4 separate regions of the Mus musculus genome follow, and all the other regions are linked to region 3. The links are chromatin contacts, called in public HiChIP or PLAC-seq maps. All regions are on one chromosome and are shown on one strand. The core of a region is the stretch at or near the end of the contact, and the rest is flanking DNA. Distances in the headings are between cores, read along the strand shown. Region 1 has its middle 49 kb from the start of Gm23949. Region 2 has its middle 40 kb from the start of Sox14. Region 3 has its middle 7.6 kb from the start of Gm34397. Region 4 has its middle 5.6 kb from the start of Gm23949.

What was found. HiChIP or PLAC-seq counts read pairs in DNA pulled down with a chosen protein or histone mark.
Region 1: a contact with region 3 is called in an H3K4me3 HiChIP or PLAC-seq map of embryonic basal ganglia, with 5 times the contacts expected there. The contact joins two enhancer-like sites. A contact is called at or near these places in 5 of 115 datasets of contacts at active chromatin or transcription factors (embryonic basal ganglia, embryonic forebrain, embryonic hindbrain and 2 more).
Region 2: an H3K4me3 HiChIP or PLAC-seq map of embryonic basal ganglia shows a contact between it and region 3, with 8 times the contacts expected there. The contact joins two enhancer-like sites. A contact is called at or near these places in 1 of 39 promoter capture datasets (embryonic stem cells), 6 of 15 datasets of contacts at CTCF or cohesin (embryonic stem cells, hippocampal excitatory neurons, large pre-B cells and 2 more), 52 of 484 Hi-C or Micro-C datasets (the 63-12 cell line, the AML12 cell line, B cells and 29 more) and 5 of 115 datasets of contacts at active chromatin or transcription factors (Th17 cells, embryonic basal ganglia, forebrain and 2 more).
Region 4: a contact with region 3 is called in an H3K4me3 HiChIP or PLAC-seq map of embryonic basal ganglia, with 8 times the contacts expected there. The contact joins two enhancer-like sites. A contact is called at or near these places in 5 of 39 promoter capture datasets (cranial neural crest, frontonasal cranial neural crest, maxillary cranial neural crest and 2 more), 3 of 484 Hi-C or Micro-C datasets (Sertoli cells, nephron progenitors and palatal mesenchyme) and 6 of 115 datasets of contacts at active chromatin or transcription factors (embryonic basal ganglia, embryonic stem cells, oligodendrocyte precursor cells and 1 more).

What each region holds. Positions count from the first base shown.
Region 1 is chr9:99,796,847-99,801,210 of GRCm38.p6, forward strand. No RefSeq gene overlaps it. Among named protein-coding and RNA genes, the nearest start is that of Gm23949, 49 kb to the left of the region's middle. Within about 2 kb of position 2,770, at least 72 of the 459 cell types and tissues checked have an H3K27ac peak or open chromatin away from gene starts, as enhancers often do. A contact at or near this core is called in embryonic basal ganglia, where this site is marked.
Region 2 is chr9:99,833,850-99,837,656 of GRCm38.p6, forward strand. It overlaps the pseudogene Gm518. Among named protein-coding and RNA genes, the nearest start is that of Sox14, 40 kb to the right of the region's middle. Within about 2 kb of position 1,887, at least 6 of the 459 cell types and tissues checked have an H3K27ac peak or open chromatin away from gene starts, as enhancers often do. A contact at or near this core is called in embryonic basal ganglia, where this site is marked.
Region 3 is chr9:100,413,103-100,417,478 of GRCm38.p6, forward strand. No RefSeq gene overlaps it. Among named protein-coding and RNA genes, the nearest start is that of Gm34397, 7.6 kb to the left of the region's middle. Within about 2 kb of position 2,424, at least 20 of the 459 cell types and tissues checked have an H3K27ac peak or open chromatin away from gene starts, as enhancers often do. A contact at or near this core is called in embryonic basal ganglia and neural stem cells, where this site is marked.
Region 4 is chr9:99,742,947-99,746,952 of GRCm38.p6, forward strand. No RefSeq gene overlaps it. Among named protein-coding and RNA genes, the nearest start is that of Gm23949, 5.6 kb to the right of the region's middle. Within about 2 kb of position 1,690, at least 24 of the 459 cell types and tissues checked have an H3K27ac peak or open chromatin away from gene starts, as enhancers often do. A contact at or near this core is called in embryonic basal ganglia and neural stem cells, where this site is marked.

The DNA.
Region 1 (4,364 bases), core at 1,520-4,019, 620 kb before region 3:
GGCACAAGGGTCAGACGTGAGGCGTGTGACTCTCAATGTCAGGGCAGCCACCTTTTTTGCAGGGACCTGGTTCCCTGCTAGATTTGGTGGAAAGTCTTTCTTTCTCACTTTAGCTGTGGCATCCCATTCCTCCAGACTCCAGCCCACACTGCCGCAGCCTCTGGGAAAGCAGGCTGGCTTTGCTTCCAGCTGCTCCCTGTCCCACACTGCTTCCTCCTCCTCCTCCTCCTCCTCCTCCTCCTCCTCTTCCTCATTATTCTTATTGGCCAGCTTTGTTTGTAGCACAAGGACATGAAGAAGACATTCTTCCCCTTCTCCAGTCATTGTCACTAATTGAAATGGGAAACAAGACAACGCTCCAGAAGAAAAGCTTATTATGGGCTGCCTTGTTGGAAGAAAATGAATCACCTAAGCAGATAGGTTTCCATGATCTCAGGCAAACCTCACTCTTTATTCTATACAACCCCGTCTAATTGTTCAAGAAATGTTCATCTGTTTCATAATGGAACAGCTACAATGGAAGTGTTGTGAAATCACTGAAAAGTTTATTCAAGGTTTGTTCCTGAAAGCCTAGCCACAATGCGTGGGCTTTGGGGAGTTAATAGAATTGGCTCTCATTGAAATTGTGCGGATAACAAATTTCCCTAACATGCATCCTTTTAAATATGCGTGTTGATGGAAGTCTGAATTGGCATTTGGCAGATGCAAAGCACTAACAAAAGAGGTGAATTCCCAGCTCTGCTGTTAGCCGCTCCCTGGTTGCTCTGTCCTCAGAGTAGAACACTAGAGACACCCAGGGTTCCCATGACACCAAGCCGCTTGTAAACATGGGGATATTGAACGCTGTCCTCAAAGTACAAAGACACAGAGAGGGGAGAGAAAACCATCCCACGAAGCCCAAAGAAAAACACCCAGGCAAGGATGAATGGGCAGACACACAATGCAGCAAAGGACAAGCCATCCTGGTACGAAATTCCTTCCAGTGAATGATATTGGGATGGAGAGGCAGCTCAGTGACGACATAATTGTTTAGCATGGATATAGCTTGTACCCAGTACAAAAAAAAATTAAGCGAAGAAAAACATATAAACAATATGTCTGATGTCTAGACTTTTATATACTACTTAGTTCTTGATGACTAGCAGTTGGAATATATTTCTGCCCTTGGCAAGTCGAGTTTGATCCATTTGTTTACCCATTCTCTGAACAAATACATGCATTTGGACTGCAGCCATTGAAAGGTGCTGAAAGTCTTAAGGTATCAAATAGAGGAAAGATCTGTGAGCTGAGGGCATGTGTAGAAAAGGGGGAAAATTTCCAAGTTTGACATCTGGGGAGCCGATTTGGCATTGGTTCTTTGCCTCTGTGCACCTTCTGTGTGTCCTCTGAGTCTTACTTAGAACCCCCCTTTCTAGAAACTTCCCTTGGATTGTTAAGCAGTGAATGTAAGGGTCGTTCTCTTTGCTTCATTTAACATTCCTAGGTACCACAGTACCAGGGGCCGTTGTAACCCGATTTTTTTCCCTTTCTATTCCCATAATAAAGAAATACATGGTGGATTACACACTACGTTTTCTTAGCAGTCTGCCCACTGACAGGCGAAATCTCTGTCCCCTGGAAGGCTCCATGACTGCTTTTACTAATACAATATAGCAGGTATGATGCTCAGGCCACCACCTTCAATCTACTTGAATGTGCACTCATTGGAGGCTGTGTTGCCCTTTTGATAAAACTGCACGTAGGTAACCAGGTTGACAGTCCTGGATGAGCCCAGTTTTCTAGCCATCCTTTCCTAGGTATAAGAGAAACAGACAAAACCATCTTGGGGGTCTTCATAATTTGGATATTAAAAACAATGATATTGGTTTACCATACAAAGCAAGTAGGTCACACACATGACCCCTGCATGAAATTAAAAATAAAAACCAAACAAACCATGAAGTACAATCAAATGCTTTCGGCTCCTAAGTTTTGAGGTAGTTTATCGCTCAGCAGTAATAGGGACCAAGAGCACAGATGTCAGTGCTCCGACCCCCTCTCCAGTGCAGTCTTTTTATTTGCTTCCTCTACTTATGCCAGCATTCACCTGATTTCATTAACAGCATAAGATCATTTTGGTGGCCCTGGTGTAGCCAGACAGCCATGGAATGATGGCTCTTCTACTTAACACAGGAAGAAGTCATTTTTTTTCCCCTTTCAGAGGCACATCCTTGGGTCAGAAGGGAGTTGTCCACATAATGCTCCGAGTGTGTGCGTGTGCGTGTGCGTGTGTGTCCTGCTTATTGTTAGAGATACATGTTTCACTAGCAAACTTCATTTTCCATCCTCAATAGAGCTTTCTCTTTTTCTTTCAGTGGGGACTATAGAAACCATTTCAAGGCAAAGCCTTGTCTATCGCCTTTGTTTTTCCCTCGTTATTCCGTTGGTGCCTTCACCTGGCATTCGGGGCCAGCATTTCTTGAGGAGGTCGGCATTGTTCCTCCTTCTCGGGCCTGGCAGAACGCTTGAAGGGTCAGTTGGAAATGAAGCTTCTATTATCTGTGATCTGCCTCACCCCCTAAGCTGGTCCAGCCCTACACTAAGGCTCAGCCAAGCATGAAGAAAACTAATTGTCCCCACTCTCTGCTCTGCTGCACACCAACCCCACTGCGAGTGCTTCCCTCAGCCCCCCACCCATCACAGAAAACCTCCTCTAAGCTGAGGAACAGAGGGGCACGTTCCCAGGGACCGACTGCTCTGCTCTGTTCAGCGCGTGGTGCAGGAGCAGCCAGTGACTAGAATCTGTCCCAGAGCTTCTCAGGGAGTTAACAATGTCATGGAAGGGGAGGAGGGAGGGAGAGGAAGCCTCTGGCTGCGTGTTCCCCATAATTGCAATGGGCATAGGAAAGGAGACTAGATTAATTTGCCTGATGAATTATGCATCACTTCCGCATGCCGCCCTCCCAGCTCCAAACCTTTATCGCTCGCATTGCTTGAATCCAGCCACCTCGCCGCCTTGAAAGCTCTTGTCCAAGGAGGACCAGGGAAGCCTTTGGCTCGATCGTTAAGACCATTTAACAGAGTGCTCCAGGGAAGTCTATAGGATTACAGAAATGTGAGCTGTATTAATAAAAACAAACAGGCACGGGCCGAGGGTGATTCATCAGAAACAAGCCCAAGAGCTGTACTATGATAGGAAACTCCGATGTCCTTTTGTAGTCTAGGACCAAATAAAGGTAAACACAGTAGCAGCAATTACTTTGTTAGCCGTGTTTTAACTGACACCACGAGAAAGAAAGTCTTTATTGTCAAATGTATGAGCAACAGGAAGGCCACAGCTGTGGGAATGGCTGGCTGTTAACCGCCTGTTGGCTGCTTTGGTCTCTCAGCTGCTTTCTCTGGTCCGTCAGGTATCTGTTTACCCGGAGAACTTTTCCACTGTGGCTCTGAAAAATCTGACCCTTCCGTGGGTCCTCGCGTGCCCTAAAAGACCTTGCTGCCCCGCTTTCCGGATTGATATGAAAAGACTCCTTTGGAGTAAACGAGAGGCGGTGTTTCTTTCAGAAGGTTGCCCTTGGAGAAGGGGGCGGTGGAGATGGGGGTGGGGGATGGGTAGCTCCTGTCTCAAAACCAAAACAGAACTACTGGAGTGGGACCCAAGGTTTTGCTTTTTCTGGCAGAGCTTAGGTGAGGAGTAAAATTAATCAAAGAAACAGATTCAGTTAATGAAATTAGAGTGGCATTTAACATAAATAAAGCTTTTTTTTTTTTTTTGGAACAGTTGTATTTCCGTTTGCGCCATGCCGTTCATTCGTTATAAACATATCATTTAGTGATTTAGTGCGTGTATAAAGTTTTAACAATTTACAGTAAAGTTTTAGAATCGTTTCATCATCTCAGTAAAAGAAACCGTGTACTCTTTAGCTATGGTCCCAGTTCAAGGCAACTGCCAGTTTGTTTTTGGCCTGTGTATATTTACAAATTCTGATGTTGCATTTAAATAAAACCACAGAGGGCTTCCAGTGGCTGACTTCGGCTAACTTAGCACGATGTTTTTAAGTTTCACCACAGTCCAGCACAAATCGTACTTCATTCTTTTTTTCCGTAGAGGAGTAAGTAAATTTCTGTTGTCTGAATCTACCCAATCAACTGCAATGGCATTGCTTGATGATTTTGTAGTCTTTTTATTCTGGGTCTTTATGTTTTCTGCCTCTGTAGGAAGAATCTCACATCAAGTTGGCAGGCAAATTTTATGGGAATGCCCTGGGCTACCCGAAGGTTTGCATAAAATTCTAAGAAAGAAATGGGTTCTAGGTTATTCCGAGGTGGGGATCATAGCGAACAGGGAGGCCTTAATTTATTTCTTAAAATGTGCAGAGGGAGCT
Region 2 (3,807 bases), core at 637-3,136, 580 kb before region 3:
TTGGTCCTGTGGAGGAGAATGCTAGGATAGTGAGGTAGGAGTGGGTGGGTGGGTGAGTGGGGGAGCACCCTCACAGAAGCTAAGAGGAGGGGGATGGAATGAGGGGTCTGCAGAGAGGAGACGGGAAGGGGGACAACATCTAAAATGCAAATAAATAAAATAACCAATAAAAAGTTTGAAAATGGAATATTAGTTCAACCAAAATGAAGATTAGCTTGAGTGGAAGTCTCAGGGCGGGAAGGTAACATTCATATGATTGGCTGGGAAGTAGAAAAGAGACCCCCAAACCATCTCTCATAGACAAAGTCCAGTACATTTTCACTTTTTTTTGTGTGTATCTGTAGAGGAAAGCCAACAAATAATTCTGCAAACTGAAATAGTATAAATTAGTGATGCAGATGTATTTAGAAGTATTTGGGGGTAAATCCCAAGCTAATGGGCTAACAAAGGAGAGGTAAAGCCAGGAGGGGGAGCCCGGGCAAAGTTGCTGCTTTGCTTTAGGTTTTCAACTGCATACCTTAGAGCAGAGGTTCTCACCCTTCCTAAGGCTGTGACCCTTTAACACAGTTCCTCACAGTGTGTGTGGTGACCCCAAACATTAAATGATTTTGCTGTCATTTCATAACTGTAATTTGCTAGTGTTACAAATCATAGTATAAATATCTTGTATGTAGGGTATTTAATAGATAATCCACCCCCAAAGGGGTCTTGGCCCCCAGGTTGAGAACCACTGGCTTAGAGGATAACTGACATTTTCCATGTGGGATATTGTATACATTGGATTGGAAATAAACAAAATAGGTAAGGACAAAAATGAAAAGGAAATAAATATCCACGATATTCCAACTTCATGGATCACAAGATGACCAAGACAGCAGCCTTGGACGCTGCAGTTGCAATAAGAAACACCAGAGAGAGAAGCGTGCAGACCCATTAACACTTAAGAAGGTTCACCCAGTGAGCACTCCTGAGACGTCCCATGTGCCATCATAAAAGATAATGAGTTTGAGAGTAGATAAGAGGAAGAAGAGAGTCTTACAGCAATGGCATCTTGAAAGAAATAAAGCTTGAGTTTAGATTTAAGCAAAGTTGTGGGAGGCGAAGAGTTAATAGAAGAGTTACTAGAGTTAAAAGTGTCCTGGGCTAGGTCAAAGCTCCTGGTTATCTGAAAACCAGCCAGGAGGAGGCCAATGTGCCTACATTATAATAAATACAGGAGAGGAAGCTGAGAAGCTGAAACCAAGCCCTACACAGTGTTTTATAAGGAATTGGATTTTAATTTAAATTTGATCGTAAGTCATTGACAGAGGAGTTGGTTTGTTTGTTGTGTGTACATTTTAGGATAAGGGTCAACTGGACCAGCCTACATTGACATTGAACTTGTGGTTCCTTGCCTCTGCCTCTCAACCGTTGGGATGATAGATACACACCTCCATGTCCAGCTCAGAATAGTAGTTTTGAGATCTGACTTAGTTGTTGAACCAATGTTGTACTGGGAAGGACTGGGCAGGAATAGAACAGAAAGTTTACTTTTAAAGACTCACCGAATTTTAGGATGAGATGTTTGGATAGACAGATGGAAGGATGGATGGATGGATGGATGGATGGATGGATGGATGAATGGATGGATTAAGGAATGGAGTGACTGACTGATATAGATAGCAGATTTGGGCTGAGAATCTTAATTTGGGCAGAGTAGCAAGGCACAGCTAAGAGGCCAGGGGGGCAATTTCAGAGCCAGATGGAAGGGGGGAGGTGCAGAATTATTTCTTCTGCAGCTGGTCTCCCCAAATTTTCAGACTTGCTTTACCATATATGGACAGACACTCAGGTGGGGGTGGCTGAGGCGCCAGCATGATTATGCAGGGAATAAAGACTTGCCAAATTGCTTTAAACTCAGCCCATCTCCATTCTGGCTCTCACCACACTTGACGTGAGCGTGCAACCGGGCTTGTAAATAACTGTGCTTGGAGGCCGAGCTGGGAATTACGCCCCTCCAGACAGCTATTCAGAGACTGAGAGAATAGGGCCCACTTGCTGTAATGCTATGCATTAAAAAGCACTTAGGCTGCTAAAATCGGCATTAGAATTGCACATCAACATTGCTGCCGTGCTCTCAATGGGACTCTGGAGTCCAAGTGGGACTCTCAGAGTTTGCAGAGGGGAGAAAAGCCGTCTCAGGCAGTCTCTCTACCTCAGCCCACCCAGCAGCACCACCTCTACCCTGTGGAGAATCCCCTCCATAAATGGGGGAAAGAATGATCTTATTTTTAAGCCAAGATTAAACTGGGCCCGTAGTGTGCAAGGATGATAGGTCTTCAAGAGGAGAGAAATGAATCTAAGCCGTGACAGCACATCCATCCAAAGGTGGCAGGAAGGGGTGGTGCAGGTGTTCCTGGGAGTTAAGAGGAGCCCCAGGCATAGTGTACCCCACATAGAAGGCTTGAAGTAAATGAATGAATGAATGAATGAGTGAATGAATGATTGAGTCATACATTTCCATCCCAGTCTAGTCCCAGCAGTTCTTTGTTCTTTCATTTCTGCCTAGGAATCAAATGCACTGCTGGGCCAAGTTTCCACCAAGCACTTTAAGGGGTGCACAAGAGTGGCTGAAAACAACGCACGGCATCCCCCTCAATCTCTCCAGCAGTTGTCCCAGGCCCTTCCACTAAAAGGTATGTCACTGGGCTTTATTGAGCTTCAACAACTCGATTGTTCTTTAGCAAGTAGTTTATTTTATTTATTTATTTATTTTAAGCTATCCAAAGCAATGGCTCCATCGTGTTGTTTACATTTTATTTCGCCATTTTATTTTTGCCCATGTCCATCACCTCCTCCACTGCCTTCTCTCCTCCTTCCCAGGCTCATCAGGCCACTGCCTGCTTCCTCCCACACGGTCCCTGCCATGCTTTCACTTCGTGTGTATTCCGCTACTTTCTTCTCCCCATTCCTCCCTTAATGTTACATCCTCCCCATGCCTCTCCACCCACGAACACACTCCTCTACGTCTCGAGTCTACATATGACACTCTTCCTTCATTTAGCATAAAGAGCTTCATTCGGTTCAGATGCCATCCCTGCAAATGCTAGAATTTCATTTTTCTTCATGACTGAGTAAGACGGCATCGTGTGCGTGTGCCACATTTTCTTTATCTGTTCATCTGCCGATGGGTATCTAGGCTGGTTCTGTTTCTTAGTTATAGTGGGAAGTGGAGAGTTGGGCTGGAAATAGCATCGCTGAGTCACAAGGTAGTTTTAACTTTCAAAGAGAGTGAACCAACTTATCTTCCCGGCAGCTATGCATAAGGTTTCCTGTTCCCTCATATTCTCACCAACACTCAATGGCATTTAATTAATTTTTAAAAATTGTGTATGTATTTTTTTTCTTGGTCTGCATGTGTCTCTGTGTGCCATGTATTTACCTTGGGCCTGCAGAGGCCAGAAGAGGACACTGGATCCCCTGGAACTAGAATAACAGATACTTGTGAACTACCATGTTGGTTCTGGTAGTCGAATCTGAATCCCTCTGAAAGAGTGGTCAGTGCTTCTAACCGCTGGGCCTATCATTTGATTTTTTTGATGAGAGACGTTCTGACCATGATAAGATGGAATCTGAAATCAGTTTTATTTCCCTGACAGCTAAGAATGTTGGATTCCCCCCTCCCAATATTTATTGGCCATTTATATTGTTACATTGGAAGAAATTGGCCTATTTATTGGTTGTATAATTAGTCTGGGGTGTTTATGTTTTGGAGTTCATTATGTATTCTGGTTATTAATTCCCTGTCTAATGTGTGCTCGGCAGTTT
Region 3 (4,376 bases), core at 1,174-3,673:
ATTAACAAAATAAATGATAGCGTACCAACAGCGGTTCCGTCTGGATTTTTTTTTTTCAAAACACAATTTTTTTTTTTGCTGCTTTTATTGAGCTTATTCTATAGAAGGGGGTCTATTAGGAATACTGCTGTGCTGTCTTCATATTTTAAACTGGCCACAAATCTGTGTTGAGTGCTTTGGTTTTTCTTTTGTCCGGATGTACGTTGCTCCTTTCGAAAACAATACATGAAGAAGGTACAAGAAAGTCTTCTTTGAGCATCAGTTTCAAATGGCCTAATCAAATCTGCAAGACTGTAATCTCCCGGGGGGGCTGCTAGATACCTAGACCTCCCAGGAAGAAGGCAGTAGATTGGATGTTGATGTCATAGATACTGAGAGCAGGTCCCCTCTCAGTGTCTCCAAAACCTTGAAGGAAGCATTCCTCCTAATATGTTACCCATGTACATTATCAAAATGGAAAGCTGTTTTTGACTGTAAGTTTCACACTGTAGTGGACATCACAATCTCTGAGGGAAGTTGTCGTAAGTATAGACGGTCGGCCCCATGCCGAGAATTTCTAATCCAGTAGATCTTAAATGAGGTCTCAGAATCTGTCCTTGTGAGAAGGTTCTAAGTCAGATGGACAGCAACTGGCTAGAGACAGAACTGAGACAGGAACTGGCTAGAACCACGCCAGAGTGAATCTGAGTCCAGCTCCATCGCTTACCTTCCTAGTGGCCTCGGGAAGTTACCTCACCTCTCTGAGCTTTAGATTGTTCAATAAAATGGATCTCAAAACGGCAGTCTCTCTTGGAGTAATTGTCAGAACAAAAATTAGTATATATAGTCTCCTGGCACAAAGCCAGACACTTGAAAGACGAAGACAAAAAGAAAAGAAAAAAGAAAAAAAAAAAAACCTCAGCTTCTTCTCCTTCTTCTCATAGAAGCCTAACAATTCAGAGAATGCCTGTATGGCTCTTTTCTCAACCTGCCTGCATAGCCATTCAACAACTGTTCTGAGGTCGCCTAAGAAGGGGGGTGGGGGGGCGCTCGCTACTTCAGGGAGATCCAAGTCTGTGGTCAGTTCTCACTGGGAGAAACTGTTACATTGAATTAGAACCTACCAGCTGAAATTGCCTGCTTCTTCCCTTCAGAGTCACAAAGAATACATTTTCTTTTAATTTTAAAAGTGTCTTCCACACATCCCACAGGTTTACCAAGTCTTTGAAACTGAAATCTTGAGCAACTCTACACCTGGTGTGCTTAGTGGTGAATTAACGACGGTTTCTCTTGTGTGTCTATTCTCTCACTAACCCAGTGTTGTAAGGAAATCTCTGATGAAACTGGGGTTGACAAGACAGGCAGAAGGTAAATTGTGGGGCTGAATTTGGATAGCCCACAGAGTGAAAGGATCAGATCTGTGCTTATGAAGAGCATGCTGTTAAGAGCTTGAAGAAAATATTGAATATGGTAAAGCTGGAGCCAAGGAGACCCATCACAGGCTTATAGAGAGGAGACAATGAGCAGGAGATGTGTGAAGAGGGCAGAAAAGAACAGGGATTTGTTATCGGCTGCATTCGAAGGATGCCCAAAGGAAGGTGCCAGGAATGATGCCCAAGACTCCCACAGCTGAGCACACAGGACTAACACGCATCTGGGAAAGGAAACCATTGAAGTCGATCTGGCTTTCTAGGAAAAGATGGGCCTTTTGTAGCTACTTTCAGTTCGAAGGAATTCTTGAATTCTATAGCCAGTTAAATATATAGGTCTGCATTTTCAGGAAAAAGAGATGGATTGTAGGTATAGAGCAAGTGTCAATCACTTGTAGATTGTGGGAGAAATATAGAAGGGCCAAAAAACTCAGGACTTAGGGTACAATGAGGAGACAAGGTGAGAAGTAAAGCAACACAGCGTCTGCAGAGGAATGGGACACCAGAGATGTCAGAAACATGGAGGAGACACAGGAAGTGACACCAATATCGAAGGCAAAAGAGAAAGCTGAGAAGCGCACCCAGTGATGCCCAGAGCTTCAAAAACATGGACAGAGGTGTCCAGTGCTGCAGAAACATGGGCAGTGGTATAGAATGAGCACTTCCAGAAAGAGTCCCATTGTGGTCTCTGAGAGGGAATGTGGTGAGAAAGGTTCCATGGATAATGGCGGTTAGGGCCATGCAATTGTGTAGGAGTGAGGGAGAAGGGGAAACAAAAGTTACAAATTATGCTTTCTTCAATATGATACACAAAAAGGAAGAGTTTTTAAAAAAAATTTTAACAAGTAGGTTTTTCTGTGTGGTAGCAGCCAGTAGCCCTGGCCAACACTTCTTTACATAACTCCAACCCCATGACTGACAGACGTCGACCACGGTAAAGTCATGAATAGTAAGGAGCTGCTTTAGCAGCAGTGGAGAGGAGAAACTTGGCCTCGTGCCCAGCTTACACTGTTTCTTGGGGAAATGAGACACTGTTGAAGCTACTGTGCCTGCAGAATGCAGTCCTGCCTAAGAACACTGGGGTCTTTGGAAGGGAGTAAAAAGAAGGCTCACGCACTAAGAAGTGGACGTCTGCCCCAATTTTACAAGCCATGTCATAAAGGGGAGGACCTGGGAGCAGCCTCTACCCCAGAGGCCCTGCTACAAACCTCAGATTTATTCTCCTGACCCGTACCTTCTATGGTCCACCAGCATCTTTTCACTGGATCCAGGATCTGCCTCCATCACTCCTCACTTGGGGCATCCATACCCCATTCATTACTTCACCTCCACATCACTACTTCTATAACCTTCAAGTTCAGCAACCAAATCCCCAAATGAAGGACAGACTTGCCAGCTCACTATCCTCACAGAACCTCTACCAGCAAAACCAGGCACAGCCAAACCTCCAACTACTATCCTCTACAGCTCAGCACAAGACCCTCCCTGGGCAGAGAGGAGCCTTAAGTGTTATTTATTCAACCAAAGGCTTACTGGTTCTATAGTGGTTCTATTCTAATTTTCTATACAGATTTTTTCATATTACCCACGACAGAAGCAATGTTCATTGTGCTAGAATCTCTGGAATACCCAAGTCATGAGAAAAGGCTCCAACCAGCCCAGTGGAGCAGGCTTCCCTCCAACCACAGGCTCTGCTTTGTTGCTATCCTCCATGGCTTCATTGTTGACAGAGGTCCTGAGGTTGCTACACACCTAATAAGTAGTAGATGAATGTGAGCCCAGCTCTTCCATCACCATAGCCTACAGCCTCTACCATAGTCCCTCACCCAGACTAGTGGTACAAGGAAGAATATGCCCTAACCCAGAGATCTCTACCTGGCAAGCACGGGTCCTGTCTGGAACAAGCTTTTAGGAACACACCAGGGGACCGCACTGGATCGCTTATGGCAGTAACAGTGTGGAACAGCACAGGCTGACTCTCACATGAGTGAGAATGGGTACCTCCGTCACTGCACATAGCACAGCTATCTCAGCCTAGCCTCAGCCCTGCACACTCCTCAGGATTCAAGGCTGCATAAATTACCTTATTCTATAAGTGTGTTTCTGCCCCACCCCCACCCCCACCATAGGACGATATCGGATTCATGTTTATATTGAAGATGACTGTTTCTGGGATGAAGGTTTGACATACATTCCTGGAGTAAAATGATCTGAAGCAAAGATGATGATGGATGGGAACTTAACTCATTCTAGAGACCCCAGACTGTGAAACCTGGAAGGGAGAGAAAGTCTATTCACACACAATAGAATTTGAGCCTTGCCAGGGGCCCTTTCTCCTGAGGAAATAAATAAGGGTTCTCACAGTGTTTCCTCCTTCCCCATGATCAAGGGGGAGATGTGTTTTTCTGCCAGCTTCCAACCCCATTGGTTGAGGGTTGTTTGTGTCTGAGTTCAAAGCAGGCTCCCACTGACATCTCATGTTGTCACAGAAGCCCTGGAGTAACGGAAGGAGGTCAAAGGCTGCACAAAGCCATTAACCACACAGACAAGGCTGGAATGAGAACTGACCCAGCATGTGAAGTGTGGAGTGATTCTCTCCCTTTCTTTTATCATACTTTTTAATATGCTGGGTTGTTGGTTTTTTTTTTTCAACATAAACATGAGCAGCATTACAAAGATTTAGCAGTCATGATTCTTTGTTTTGAATAAATATATGCAAAGGATACTCTCCCCCCACCCACCATCCCCCCACCTCTCATCCCTACCCCCCCCCCACATCCCTACCCCTCACCCCCAATGTCTACATTGTAGCAGGCCTATAAGGTAAACTTTATTTTAAGCTGGAAGATATGGGGCCCTTGCAGATGGCAAGAACTTCTGGGGACTTGAATGGAGTTCAGCTAGGATTCTGGTTCCTTGTGAGTAAGTGCCCTACACACACACACACACACACACACACACACACAC
Region 4 (4,006 bases), core at 440-2,939, 670 kb before region 3:
TAACAGCAATGTCTGCATTCTGTTTCCATTTTAAACAGAAGAAAGTCTTCCTGTGGTTTCCTAAAATGGCAGGAATGTAGTAACATCCTCACTTAACAATAACATTGTTACTGGGCTTCCCCGTCTCTGGCTGACAGATGGGAGCACGCAGTCCTCTAGGCAGCCAGACATGTTCAACTGTGCCTAAAGCAAACCCATGTGATCCAGACCCTTCAGAATATACACCTGAAACAAATATGTCCAGGTATGTCTGTGTGCCTTGGGGCCAACGGGGAATATTCTTAATTAACTTCTCAATAGAAAGCGCTTATTCAAAGAGAAATAGTAAAAACATGCCAACCTGAAACTTACATATGTATTATAAAAAATTATTTAGATGTTAAAACCACAAAAATGCTTTAGGGAGGAATTTCTATCAATGTCAGCAATGGAAAGGTCGCACAAAGACAATAGAAACCAGAGCTTAAGTGATTATGATTATTGCCTTTTAATTCTCCACAGGCAATGCCTCTCTGACACTTCTCTATCTTCTTCAGTCTTCAAGAAAAAAAACCCATCAGACTCCAGGTTCCTTCACTGATAAACTGAGTCTCAAAGTAACCATTGTCTTTATTTACTAAACATAGTTATTTTCTCTTGCATCGAAGCTTGTGGCTGGAAGCTTGTGCTCAGTGATTTGCTCTTCTGGAAACGGCTTCTTTATTCTGTGGCTTTTCCTCTCATCTGACTGGTGGAGCTTCCTCACGGTGTCATTTTGTTGTTGTTGTTGTTGTTGGGATAGAAGAGATTTTTAAGCACTTGTTTTGAAGTGAAGGGTCATTTTGCGAATGGGAACCAAACAGAATACAGACCTCTAGCCTCACGGGCAAAACCCGAAATGTGCAGCCCCGATGTACAGTCTGCAAAACACTCACGGACTGTTCATGCTTCCAAGTTCAGGATCAACTGGCCTCAGAGGGCCTTTTCCTTCTCACCTCCCTCCCTTGGTTTGGAGCATGGCAAACCCTATTGTCTTTGGCTTTTCCTGGCTTAAGACTGCTCCCGGGAGCTAAAATGGCCAGCAAGCAGTTGACTGCTAAGCTCAGGAAAGCTTCACCTGAACGCCTGTGGCACAGTTGTAAGGGTTCTGTAGTTGCAGAGGAGGGGCTTTCTTATGGGGAGCCCCCTTCCCTGAGCAGTGAAATTCAGCATGGCTTTGCTAATGACAGCTGGTGACTATGGTCTTCAATCAGGACGGTCTTTGGTGATGCTTCAGCACCGCACTTATCTTCCAAATCCTTGAGGGAAATATGATCCATGTGCTATCCCACTGGGCCTGATAAGTCTCCAAAGCCTCCCTGGGTGTGATGCCGATGCCAAGAAGGCACTGCAAGAACTAAAGGATGGTTCCCCCCCTCCCCGAGATCTGAGGGTACATTTGTCTTCTCACTAATGTCACAGTTGGTGCTTTCTTTTGCCAAGCTTCATAATAGCTGGACCTCTTCTTCTTTTATAGCCTCATAATAAAACGAGAGGAGGATTCACAAGCACCCCTCATCCCCAAATCTGGTAAGCAGGGAAGAACGCTAACTGAATATCCATTAGATCTAATGAGTCAGATTCATTTCAAAGGCATCGTGTTGACCTACCACAGGTCCTTCTGAAGCTGTGACCTAGAAGAAGCAAGGGGCCTTTTGTCCCCAGTGGCTGGTGGGAGGGAGGCTGGGCAGCCAGGATGATGCCCTGCTGGACAATGGGGAGCATTGACGAAGTGCTCCCATTTATTGGCTGAGCGACTGCATCAGTCATTCATTCACAGACACAAGGTCTAAATTGCAGAACCAATTAACAGCACTAATAGCCCTTGCCTGAATTAATCTTTGAGACAAAAGGGAGGAGAAGTGGAAGCGCTATTAGCAAATCAAGCTGTACCATCCCTGCTTTATTGAGGGGATCTCGGTGTCTGTATGTGGCCATTGTGCACTGACTGCAATTACAGCCCTCATTTAAAAATGATTAAGTGGTTATAATTATTTTTCAATTAAAACTTATATCTTCCATTTATGCAACATCTCAGACTTCAATTAAACTTCTTTTTAAAATTGCCACCGAGCCCAAAGATCCCCGCTTCGTCTTCTGCCAGGAAGCCTTAAACTTAAACCGCAGAGAGCTCTCATTTCCAGACTTGAGGAGCCCAGGAAATGTAAGCACTGAGATGAAAGTTAGCAATAATAAAAAGTCGGAGTGCCTGTGTGAATTGACCACTCTGTCTCAAGAGGACTGAGATGCTGTGACACCTGAGAACAGGGTTCTTAACCACTGAACAGTGATGTCACGGGATGAGCTGCTACCTGGGCTCTGTTCTTAGAGCGGCTGCCCCCTTATGACAGAGACAAATGAGTGTCTTATTTTTATTTTTGTGTGTTCATGCCATGACGTGTGGGTGGAAGTCAGAGAGCAACATGCAGGAGCCAGTATCCACCCAGCGATGGGTCCCAGCGGTCAAACTCTGGTCATCAGGCTTAGTGGCGGGTGCCTTGCCCACATCTTACTAACTCAGGATGTGAAGTTCTGAGCAACTCAGTGCATTTGACAGTTAGAGAAGCTTCCGGGTACCCCTCTGAGATGCTTAACCTTGGTTGTCAGCTAGGTTGGATTGAGAGACACCTGGGAAACTGGCAAGACAACAGAATGTGTCTGTGAGGGTGTTTCCAGGGATGTGGAGTACAGAACTGATAGATGGACACTATCACCTTGAATGTTGGGAGTGTTTGCAAATAACTGGGGTCCTTGATGGAGCACAAAGTGGGAAAAGGGGGAGGCTTGCCACAGACAAGACTCATTCTCGAATGGATGCATTTTTCTGCCGCCGCCAATGGACACTAGATTCCAGATTCATCAGTTTTTTTGTTTGTTTGTGTTCAAGCTTTATGATTGTTTTACTATTTTATGGGTGCAAGTGTTTTTCCTGCATGTATGTCTACCTACCACATGCATGCCTGGTGCCCACAGAAAGCCAGAAGAGGGAGCCAGATCCCCTGGAACTGGAGTTACAAGTGTTTCTGGATCACCATGTGGGTGCTGGGAATTGAATCAGGTCCTCTAAAGAGTAGCTAATGCCCTTAGCCCCCTGGGCCATCTCTCTCACCCCCAGCTCTTCAGGATTTCAATGTGGACTTCTGGTAGCAACTTTCCAGGGTGCTTACAGGTCTTCAGCCTTGGACCCAGGCTATATTATTGCTTCTTCTTGTCTGGAGCCTTTCAGTTTCTGGGACTGAAAAGATAATGGTTACTTAACTCTCCATACTGCAGACTACCACGGTGGGGCCGTTCAGCCTCTGGTTGTGTGAGCCAAGCTGCATGTGTATGTATGTTGCTGCATGTGTATGCATGCAGTATATGCACATGCTCATGTGTATGGCTGTGCACGTGTGTGGAGACCAGAAGTTAAAGTCAAGTATTTCTTGATTGCTTTCCAACTTGTCTTTCTTTGGTTTTGCTTTTGTTTTTTTTTGAGACAAGTTCTCTCATGGAATCTGGAACTCATTGACTAAGGTAGGCAGAATGGCCAGTAAGCTTCAGGGAATCTCTTGTCTCCTCCCCGCTTCCCCCTGCAATGGAGTTACAGACATCTGAGCCCCCACCAACTCCTGGACATTTTCTGTGGGATCTGGGAATCCATTCAAGTCTTCTTGCTTCTCTGGCTGGCACTCTACTAACATCTATGGCCTAGACACCTCAATCTAATAAATTCTCTCATAATTACACCTATATTGTATTGATTCTGCCCCTCCAGAGAGGGCTAATATGCCTCCTAAAACTGCCCTTATCTTGTGCTTTCTTGAGGTGTGGGAGGTAGGAGTTATGTATATATCATGGCCCGTTTCATCTTCCTGGCCTATAATCAGTGCATGTTCTTGGGATACGGCCCTCATGGGCATATCGTGCATCTTGTAATGTAGTGTTGGGAATCCTCTGAGGTTTAGACACTCCAGTCAGGACTGTTTAAAAGGCCATGCCACCAGCT